Regions from separate parts of the Bos taurus genome. Here region 2 is linked to region 1. Evidence: chromatin contacts called from public Hi-C data. All regions are on one chromosome and are shown on one strand. Each heading gives the region's core, a stretch centred on a gene start, on an enhancer-like site or on the middle of the called end of the contact. The rest is flanking DNA. Distances are from core to core; before and after follow the strand shown. Region 1 overlaps INSR (insulin receptor). Region 2 has its middle 18 kb from the start of ARHGEF18.

Region 1 (4,511 bases), core at 720-3,219:
TTATTTTAAGAATTTTTATTGGAGTAGTTTATTTACAATGTTTTGTTAGTTTCAGGCGTACAGCAAAGTGAATCAGTTATACATATATCGACTTTTTTGGTCTCTAATTTTATTTTTATTTTTTACTTTTACTTTTTTTGGCCACTTGGCATTTGGGATCTTAACTCCCCGACCAGGGATCAAATCCACCCCACTCTGCAATGGAAAGGTCCTAACCTCTGGACCTCCAGGGAAGACCTGGCCCCTAATTTTAGACCCTTAAGTTTTAAGGATTGGAGACAGCAAAGAGTCTCCAATCTCTTCCTCCCTAGGCTTTCCATTAAAAATGTATATGAATGACACATATTTTCCAGTCTTCAATCTCGCTTACTTAATGGGCTTGCATCCATCTACAGAAAAATGAAAAAAATATTTGAAGCCTCCAACTGGTGTGTATAAATTAGTCTTACATTATTTTAAAACTGGGTTGTAAAAAAGTCCATCAAACTGAAGAAACAGAAGTCTTTCCCCCCCCTTTAGTTGTTTTGTTTGAGTCTATATAAAAGGTTTTCCCCCCAATCCCCAGACTCTTTTGTTTATTATTTATTTTAAAAAAATTATTGGAGTATGGTGGCGCTGGTGCTAAAGAATCCACCTGCCAATGCAGAAGACACAAGAGATGGGGACTTGATCCCTGGGTTGGGAAGATCCTCTGGAGTAAGAAATGGCAACCCACTTCAGTGTTCTTGCCTAGAAAGATCCCATGGACAGAGGAAACTGGCAGGCTTCAGTCCATGGAGTCGCAAAGAGTCAGACACGACTGAATATTAAAAAAATAGTTGACTTACAATTTATTTAGTATTAGTTTTGGGTGTACAGCAAAGTGGCTCAATTATACACATGCATAGATTCATTCGTTTCAAAAAATATTTATTTATTTGGCTGCACTGGGTCTTTGTTGCAGCGTGTGGGATCTAGTTCCCTGACCAGTACTCAACCCCAGGCCTCCTGCACTGTGAGCTCAGAGTCTTACCCACTGGACCACCAGGGAAGTCCCTAGATTCCTTCTTTTTCAGATTAATTTCTCATATAGGTTACTACAGAATATTGAGTAGAGTTTCCTGTGCTAGGCAGTAAGTCCTGGTTGGTTATCTGTCTTACATATAATCATGTGTGTATGTTCATCCCAAGCTCCTGATTTATCCTTTAGTTGTTTTGTTGTTGTTTGTTGCTGTGTTGTTGTGTTGTTTTTGTTCAGTCGCTCAGCCACGTCTGACTCTTTGCAACCCCACGGACTGCAGCACGCCAGGTCTCCCTGTCCTTCACTCTCTCCCCAAGTTTGCTCAAATTCATGTCCATTGAGTTGGTGGTGCCATCCAGCCATCTCATCCTCTGTCACCCTCTTCTCCTGCCCTCAATCTTTTCCAGCATCAGGGTCTTTTCCAATGAGTTGTCTCTTCACATCAGGTGGTGAAAGTATTGGAGCTTCAGCTTCAGCATCAGTCCTTCAGGGTTGATTTCCTTAAGAATTAACTGGTTTGAGCTCCTTGCTGTCCAAGGCACTCTCGAGAGTTTTCTCCAGCACCACAATTCGAAAGCATCAATTCTTCGGTGCTCAGCCTTCTTTGTAGTCCAACTCTCACATCCATACATGACTACCGGAAAAACCATAGCTTTGACTAGATGGACCTTTGTCATCAAAGTGATGTCTCTGCTTTCTGGTCTGAGTTTATTTTCCTTTAGATGTTGTGAGTTACTGGTAACCTCCTACCTTGGGGCAGCTGATGACATGTGACTGAGGTCAGGAGCCTAAGGTTTTCTGTGCCCTGATGTAGGGCTTTGGGCAAGTCACCCAGCTTGTCACCAGCTGCCTCCTTTTGGGGAAAAGGGGCAGGAGGCCAGATGATCTCCGGGAGCTGTCCCAGCTCTAAGATCATGTGCTATATGTATGCCTGTGACCTCATCCCCCGCCTGAGCAGAGGGTTGCAAACGTGATTTATCTCCTCGGATGCTTTATATAACTCGAGAGCAAGCAAAGTCATGGGCTCAGCTGTGCACTCTTGGCCCTGCATTCGAGCAACCGAAACCACCAACCAGAACTGCCACCACCATCGGGGCAGGCCGTGTTTTCTTTCTTTCTTTCTTTCTTTTTTTTAAGAGCAACAACTTTTATTCTGGAAGTCAGTCTGTCATTAGAAGGTGATGATTTGACATGATTTTATTTGTCATTTTGCCCAAAGTTTATGGAATTAAAAAAAATAAACTTACTAAAGGATATATATTGTCTGATTCCACTTACAGGAGTTCCCTGGAGGAGTCAGATCTATAGAGACAGGAAGCAGATGGTGGGGGCCAGGGGTGGGGGAGGGGATGGAGACTCAGAGTTTCACAGGCAGAGTTTCAGTTTGGGAAGGTGAGAAAGTTCTCGAGATGGATGGTGGGGATGGTTGCACAATAGTGTAAATATACTTAATGACACTGGATCACGATGCTTAAAAATGAGTAAGACGGTAAATTTTGTGTTATGTGTATTTTGCCACAAAGAAAAAACCCCAGTACACACACAAATAAATAAACTTGATAACACACACAAGATAAATAATTTACTAACTGTGATCCGTAGTAGTTTCCTTTAGAATCAGAAGTGGTTTTTTTTTTTTTTTTTTTTCAGTTTTATTGAGATATAATTGACAAGGAAAACTGTAAGATATTTAAAGTGTAAATTGTGAAGACTTTTTGTGCATACACGTTGGAAAAGAATTCCTCCCACCTAGTTAATACAGCTATCACTTCACATATTTATTTTTTTGTTTAAGGAAATCTCTGTTTACTTAGTTTTGGCTGTGCTGGGTCTTCACTGCTACTCACAGGCTTCTAGTTGCGGCAAATGGAGGCTACTCTCCTTTGCTGTGCGCGGGCTTCTCGTTGCGGTGGTTTCCCCTGTTGCCAAGCACCGGCTCCAGAGTGTAGGCGCAGCAGTTGCGGTGCACGGGCTTAGTTGCCCCGTGGCCTGTGGAATCTTCCTAGATCGGAGGTCAAACCTGCGGGTACTGCATTGGCAGGCAGATTCTTTACCACTGAGCCACCGGAGAAGTCCCCTCCTTTTTCAAATGAGAACTTCTAGCTTCTTCTCTGATATTGAATTGTATATTTCAATTATACAGTACAGTCTTGTCAGCTATATGGTTTTTAACTGTAAAACTTGCATAACATAAAATTGGCCATTTGAACCACTTTGAAGTGCAAAGCTCAGCGGCATTAAGCACATTCGCATTGTTGTGCAGCCATCGCCACCATCATCTCCAGAACTTTCTCATCTCCCCAAACGGAAACTCTGTCCCTGTGAAACACTGACTCCCCCACTCCCCACCTTTCCACTTTGTCCCTGAGATTTGACTAGATGTGTCACAGAGACCCATGGGGCACCAAGTGGCATGTGGAAAGGGTGACAGGTGTCTGTGTCTGATCAAAGGTCCCTTCCTCCCCAGAAAAAAATCAGGAGCCCGCCCCACCACCCTTTACTAAGGAAATCCTAAGTTTATTTTCCATCTATAATGCCATCAATAACCCCTCTAACAGCTAAAACCTACACAGGCTATTCTGTGTCTATTAATAAACATTAAGAAGTATGTTTAAGGATTTGCAAAGCTTCCGAGTGGGTACTCAGCATTCACAGGAAGATACTTAGAGCTCATTGTCTCCCAGAGCCATTAAAAGGGAGAGGAAGAGATGGAATTTCCCTTGCTCAATAGACACAAGTAGGCACCCGGCCTCAAGGGCATTGTTTTAAGCCTTTAAAGAGTAGCCTGCATCTTCTATGGGCCTCCCAGCTGGCTCCGCAGTAAAGAACCCACCTGCCAATGCTGGAGATGGAAGATCCCCTGAAGGAGGCAATGGCGACCCACTTCAGTACTCTTGCCTGGGAAATCCTGTGGGTAGAGGAGCCAGTCGGGCTACAGTCCATGGCATCACAGAGTCGGGCAAGACTGAGTGACTGAGCACACACACAGGACATGCGCATGGATCGTTCTTTTACTTGGGGACTGCTTAGCATCACTTTCTCTGAGACATTCGCCCCAGAGACCCTCTGTCCTTTTCCCCTGCCATCTGACACACAGCGTATGCATTTCTTAGTTTACTGTATATTCCTCCCACTCCCATGCACTTCATCCACTGGAATGTTAAGTTCCCCAAGGGCAGGGACAGGCACAGTTACCTTTGGCCTCCAGCCTTGTGGGGCTGTGGTGTCCGACAGTGTCCTGCTGCATGCTGACAGGCACCTTCTCTGTTGTCAGGACCCTCCAGTGAAGGATCTTATTCTTCCCAGAAGAACTTGAACCCAGATCTCTGCACTGAGCTCTGTCCATGTGCCCAGCCACTTTGAGAAGGTCCCCCTTGCTCTGCATGTGTGTGTAGGTGGTGGGGGGCGGGAATGGAATGGGGACTTGAGCCCTGCTCTGCCTTTCCCTAGGGTTGAAGCTGCCCTCCCGGACCTGGTCTCCACCATTCGAGTCGGAGGGCTCCCAGAAGCA
Region 2 (4,801 bases), core at 1,375-3,874, 130 kb before region 1:
ATTTATTTTGTCTTAAGTGAAATCTTTTTTTTTTTTTTTAAACAATGAAGATAGCAGATATTTGGCCTTAAAATCTAACATTTGTCATTATTGTGAAATTTGCACATGGACAATTTTTCTTTTTCAAATTTTTGCAATGTTTTGTTGGTTTCTGCCATACAACAATGTGAATCAGCCAAAATCATACATATATCTCCTCCCTTTTGAGGCTCTCTTCCCTCCTCCATCCCACCCCTCTAGGTCATCACAGAGTGCCAGACTGGGCTCTGTGTGTTATATACGGCAGTTTCTCACCAGCTATCCATTTTACACATGATGGTGTGTATATGTTGATGCTACTTTCTCCATTAATCCCACTTTCTCCCTCCTCCCCCGTGTCCACAAGTCTCTTCTCTACATCTGTATCTCGATTCCCTTCCTGCAAATAGGTTCATCAAAACCATTTTTCTAGATTCCACATGTGTGTGTTAATATATGCTATTTGTTTTCCTGTTTCTGACTCACTTCACTCTGTATAACAGGCTCTAGGTTCATTCACCTCACTAGGACTGACTCAAATACGTTCTTGTTATGGCTGAGTGATATTCCATTGTATATATGGACCATGTCTTCTTTGTCCATTCTTATATCGATGGCCATCTAGGTGGCTTCCACGTCCTGGCTATTGTACATTGTACCAGCCTGACCTAAAGATGGATTCCCAGCTTTCAGCTATTCTGTCTCTCCCCAGCTCCCTCTCCAAACTCTCTTCCTGTTTCATTGTTTCTGCTGTCTGCATTTTCTTGCCACTGTCTGAAATCATTTATTTCTCTTTTTACATCTGATTTACATTTATTTTTTTAATTTTAAAATGAAAAACTTTAAATTGGATTATAGTTGATTTACAATGTCATGTTAGTTTCAGGTGTACAGCAAAGTGAATCAGTTACACACACACATATATCCATTCTTTCTTTTTTAAAGATTCTTTTCTCATACAGCTCATTACAGAGTATTGAGTAAAAGTCCCTGTGCTATACAGCAGGTTCTTATTAGTTATCCATTATATTGGCACCCCACTCCAGTACTCTTGCCTGGAAAATCCCATGGACGGAGGAGCCTGGTAGGCTGCAATCCATGGGGTCACTAAGAGTCAGATACGACTGAGCGACTTCACTTTCACCTTTCACTTTCATGCACTGGAGAAGGATATGGCAACCCACTCCGGTGTTCTTGCCTGGAGAATCCCAGGGATGGCCGAGCCTGGCGGGCTGCCGTCTATGGGGTCGCACAGAGTCGGACACGACTGAAGCGACTTAGCAGCAGCAGCAGCATATATATAAATATATAAATTTAAAATGTTTTATTAGAGTGCAGTTGGTTTACAATGTTGTGTTAGTTTCTGCTGTATCTGAAATCATTTCTTGCTCTGCACATGTTAACCTGCCTTCTGCATGTGAATGCAAGTTTTGGGGGAGCAGGGGCTTTATGCCTATTTCCTTTGCCTGCTAGGCATGCTGGAGAAGGCAATGGCAACCCACTCCAGTACTCTTGCCTGGAAAATCCCATGGACGGAGGAGCCTGGAAGGCTGCAGTCCATGGGGTCGAGAAGAGTCGGACACGACTGAGGGACTTCACTTTCACTTTTCACTTTCATGCATTGGAGAAGGAAATGGCAACCCACTCCAGTGCTCTTGCCTGGAGAATCCCAGGGATGGGGGAGCCTGGTGGGCTGCCGTCTATGGGGTTGCACAGAGTCGGACACGACTGATGCGACTTAGCAGCAGCAGCAGCTAGGCTTGCACTAGGTGCTCAATAAATATTTGATAAAAGAAAGAAGGAGACTTCCCTGGTGGTCCAGTGGTTAACACATCTGCCTGCCAATGCAGAGGATGAGGGTTTGAGCCCTGGTCAGTGAAAATCCCACATGCCACGGGGCAACTAAGGCCACTCACCACCACTGCTGAAGCCCATGTGCCCTACATCCCCTGCTCTGCAATGAGAGATGCCAGCACAACGAGAAGCTCAAGCACCAGAGAAAGACCCCGAGCAGCAACTGAGACCCAGTGCAGAAAAAAATAAGTGAAAAGAAAGGAGAAACCCTTTGTCCCCAAGGGAGTAAGAGATAGATACTAGATAGGTTAACAACAGAAACAATATTGTCTAATATTTACTCAGCTTGAACAACAACAAAAGATAATTATGGAACCCTACTGTATGCTGGCACCATTTAGAACTGAGACACCAACAGAGCACGAAGCCCACAGACATTCTTGTCTGGAGTGATCTTTCGGGTAGTAGGGGAGAGAGAACAGAAATGAAAACTGAAGGAAGTTAAGGGAGCGAGTCAAGATACCTGAGAGAAGAGCGGTCTGGACAGAGGGCACAGCCTGTGCAAAGGTCCTGGGCAAGGACCTGGCCTGCCGTGCTGGAGGAACAGCCAGGAGGCCCATGCAGGTGGAGCAAAGTAAGCAAGGGGAGAGAGGGAGGAGGGAAGGGAGGGAGGGGATCGACCAGGTTGTCTAGCTTTGTGGGCTGCGGGAGCATTTGGGTTTTTGTTTTCCGTAAGATGGGAGCCCTGGAGGGCTGTGAGCAGAGGAGGAGGCGGGGCCTGACTCAGGTGCTCACGGGCGCCCTCCGGTGGTTGCTTCAGGGAGGACAGACTGTGAGAGCTGGGGTGGGAGCCGGGGATCAGTACTCCGAAGAGGACTGCATTGGTCCAGGTGAGCGATGCTGGGGCCTGACCAGGTGAGGGAGCGTGGGAAAAGGAAGTGGTTGGATTCTAGGTATATTTTGACGACTAAGCAGGTGTTAAGATTTGAAATCGGGTACAATTCAAGATTGAGGACGGACTGTTGGGGGGTGGGGTGTGCAAAAGTTTGTGCAAAACTTTTTCCTGTCTGTGTTGGCAGGTGGCTGGCTGGATTTGAGCTTTGAGTTTGTCTCTGGTCTCTACGGTGGCTCAGATGGTAAAGCGTCTGCCTACAATGCAGGAGATCTGGGTTCGATCCCTGGGTGGGGAAGATCCCCTGGAGAAGGAAATGGCAACCCTGGTCTCTACACTCTTGCAAGGCAAGGGCCCCCTTGTTTTCTGTTTTTCTTTCTGTTTTTTTTTTTTTTAATTGAAGTGTATATAGTTGATTTACAGTATTGTGTTACTTTCAGCTGCATAACAAAGTGATTCATATATATGTATATATGGCAACCCACTCCAGTATTCTTGCCAGGGTAATCCCATGGACAGAAGAGACTCTACAGTTTGCATGGGTGTATTGGAGTGTATTCTTTTTCAAAAAAACTTATTTATTTATTTTTGGCTGTGCTGGGTCTTTGCTTTGCTCAGGGTTTCTCTAGTTGCAGCAAGCAGGAGATAGACTCTTCACTGTGGTTCTTGGGCTTCTCAGTGAGGTGACTTCTGTTGCTGCGGAGCATGGGCTCTAGAGTGAGGGCTCAGTAGCTGTGGCGCATGGGTTTAGTGGTCCCTCGGCATGTGGGATCTCCTCGGACCAGGGATCGAACCCAAGTCTTCTCTATTGGCAGGTAGATTCTTGTTTACTGTGCCACCAGGGAAGTCTTTGGAGCATCTTCTTGCCTATGTGCTTATTAACACACAGATGTGTGCTTGAGCATGTCTGTGCATGTGCCCACGTGAACACACGTGTGTCCCCAGCATATCTGCATGTGTACCCAGGTCTAAGGATGTCCATGTGTGATGCCCATGAGCCTTCAAAGTTGGCCTATCCTGAGCCAAGGGATCTCCTAAACCTCCCACCACTCCAATACTGACTCATTTCAGACCCATGGAAGAGCTTGACTTCCTCTATCCCCCAGCCTTGACCCTGAGCCACTCTGGCCATCCCCTAAGACAAATTCGTCTTCAAAGAACCAGGACGCAGTGGAAGAAATTCCTCCAGCAGCTGCCGGGCCTCCCAGTGGTTCCCACGGAGGGATCCAGAGCTGTCCAGTGTGGGAACCATCTTCCTGGACGGGTCCCCTGGCTCCCTGGGGGCAGGAGCTGGGACCACAAATTCTGGGATGTTCCAGATCCGATTTCTCTGGCAGGATCCAGTTCCATGCATGTGCGGCTGAGTTCACATGTGGAACTGGATGATAGTCAACAAGATAGAGGTGACGTGTTGTACCTAGATGCTGCACCTGGGGGGCTATGGTGCCATGTCCTCAGCACGCCCTGAGAGGCGTCATCAGTGGTGTCCAAAGTTCAGAGCTAGGGGACTGAGAGGGACTGAAGCCAAGCTTGGGCCACTCTGGGGCTTTTCAGGTGGTTCAGAGGTAAAGAATCCACCCGCCAATGCAGGAGATGCAAGAAATCTTCCTTCTCTCCTTCCTTCCCTCCTTCTTTCTTCTTCTGCTTCCTCTCCCTCCTCCTCCCCTTCCCGTATCTCCTCTTCCTCTTTCCCTTCCTCCTCTTCTCCTTATTCCTCCCACTCATTCTCTCCTCCCGCCTCCTTTTCCTCTTCCTCTTTCTCCATTTTCTTCTCTTTGGTTGTTATTTTCCTGAATTTTGTTGTTGTGTAGTTGCTAAGTCATGTCCGACTCTTCGTGACCCCGTGGAGTGCGGCACCCCAGGCTTCCCTGTCCTTCACTATCTCCCTGAATTTGCTCAAACTCATGTCCATTGAGTTGATGATGCCATCCAACCATCTCATCCTCTGTCATCCCCTTCTCCTCCTGCCCTCAACCTTTCCCAGCATCATGGTTTTTTCCAATGAGTCGGTTGTTCAGTGGCCTAACTATTGGGAGCTTCAGCTTCAGCATTAGTCCTTCCAATGAATATTCAGGACTTTAGGATTGACTGGTTTGA

The links. Hi-C and Micro-C count contacts between places; a contact is called where the count stands out from the background.
Region 2: a contact with region 1 is called in a Hi-C map of liver, with 2.7 times the contacts expected there. The contact joins two enhancer-like sites. A contact is called at or near these places in 3 of 11 Hi-C or Micro-C datasets (blood, liver and skeletal muscle).

What each region holds. Positions count from the first base shown.
Region 1 is chr7:16,092,814-16,097,324 of ARS-UCD2.0, reverse strand. INSR (insulin receptor) reads left to right here. Exons shown (of 21, transcript XM_005208817.5): 10 at 4,451-4,511. Among named protein-coding and RNA genes, the nearest start is that of MBD3L3, 52 kb to the right of the region's middle. Within about 2 kb of position 1,969, at least 16 of the 102 cell types and tissues checked have an H3K27ac peak or open chromatin away from gene starts, as enhancers often do. A contact at or near this core is called in liver, where this site is marked.
Region 2 is chr7:16,225,689-16,230,489 of ARS-UCD2.0, reverse strand. No RefSeq gene overlaps it. Among named protein-coding and RNA genes, the nearest start is that of ARHGEF18, 18 kb to the left of the region's middle. Within about 2 kb of position 2,624, at least 3 of the 102 cell types and tissues checked have an H3K27ac peak or open chromatin away from gene starts, as enhancers often do. A contact at or near this core is called in liver, where this site is marked.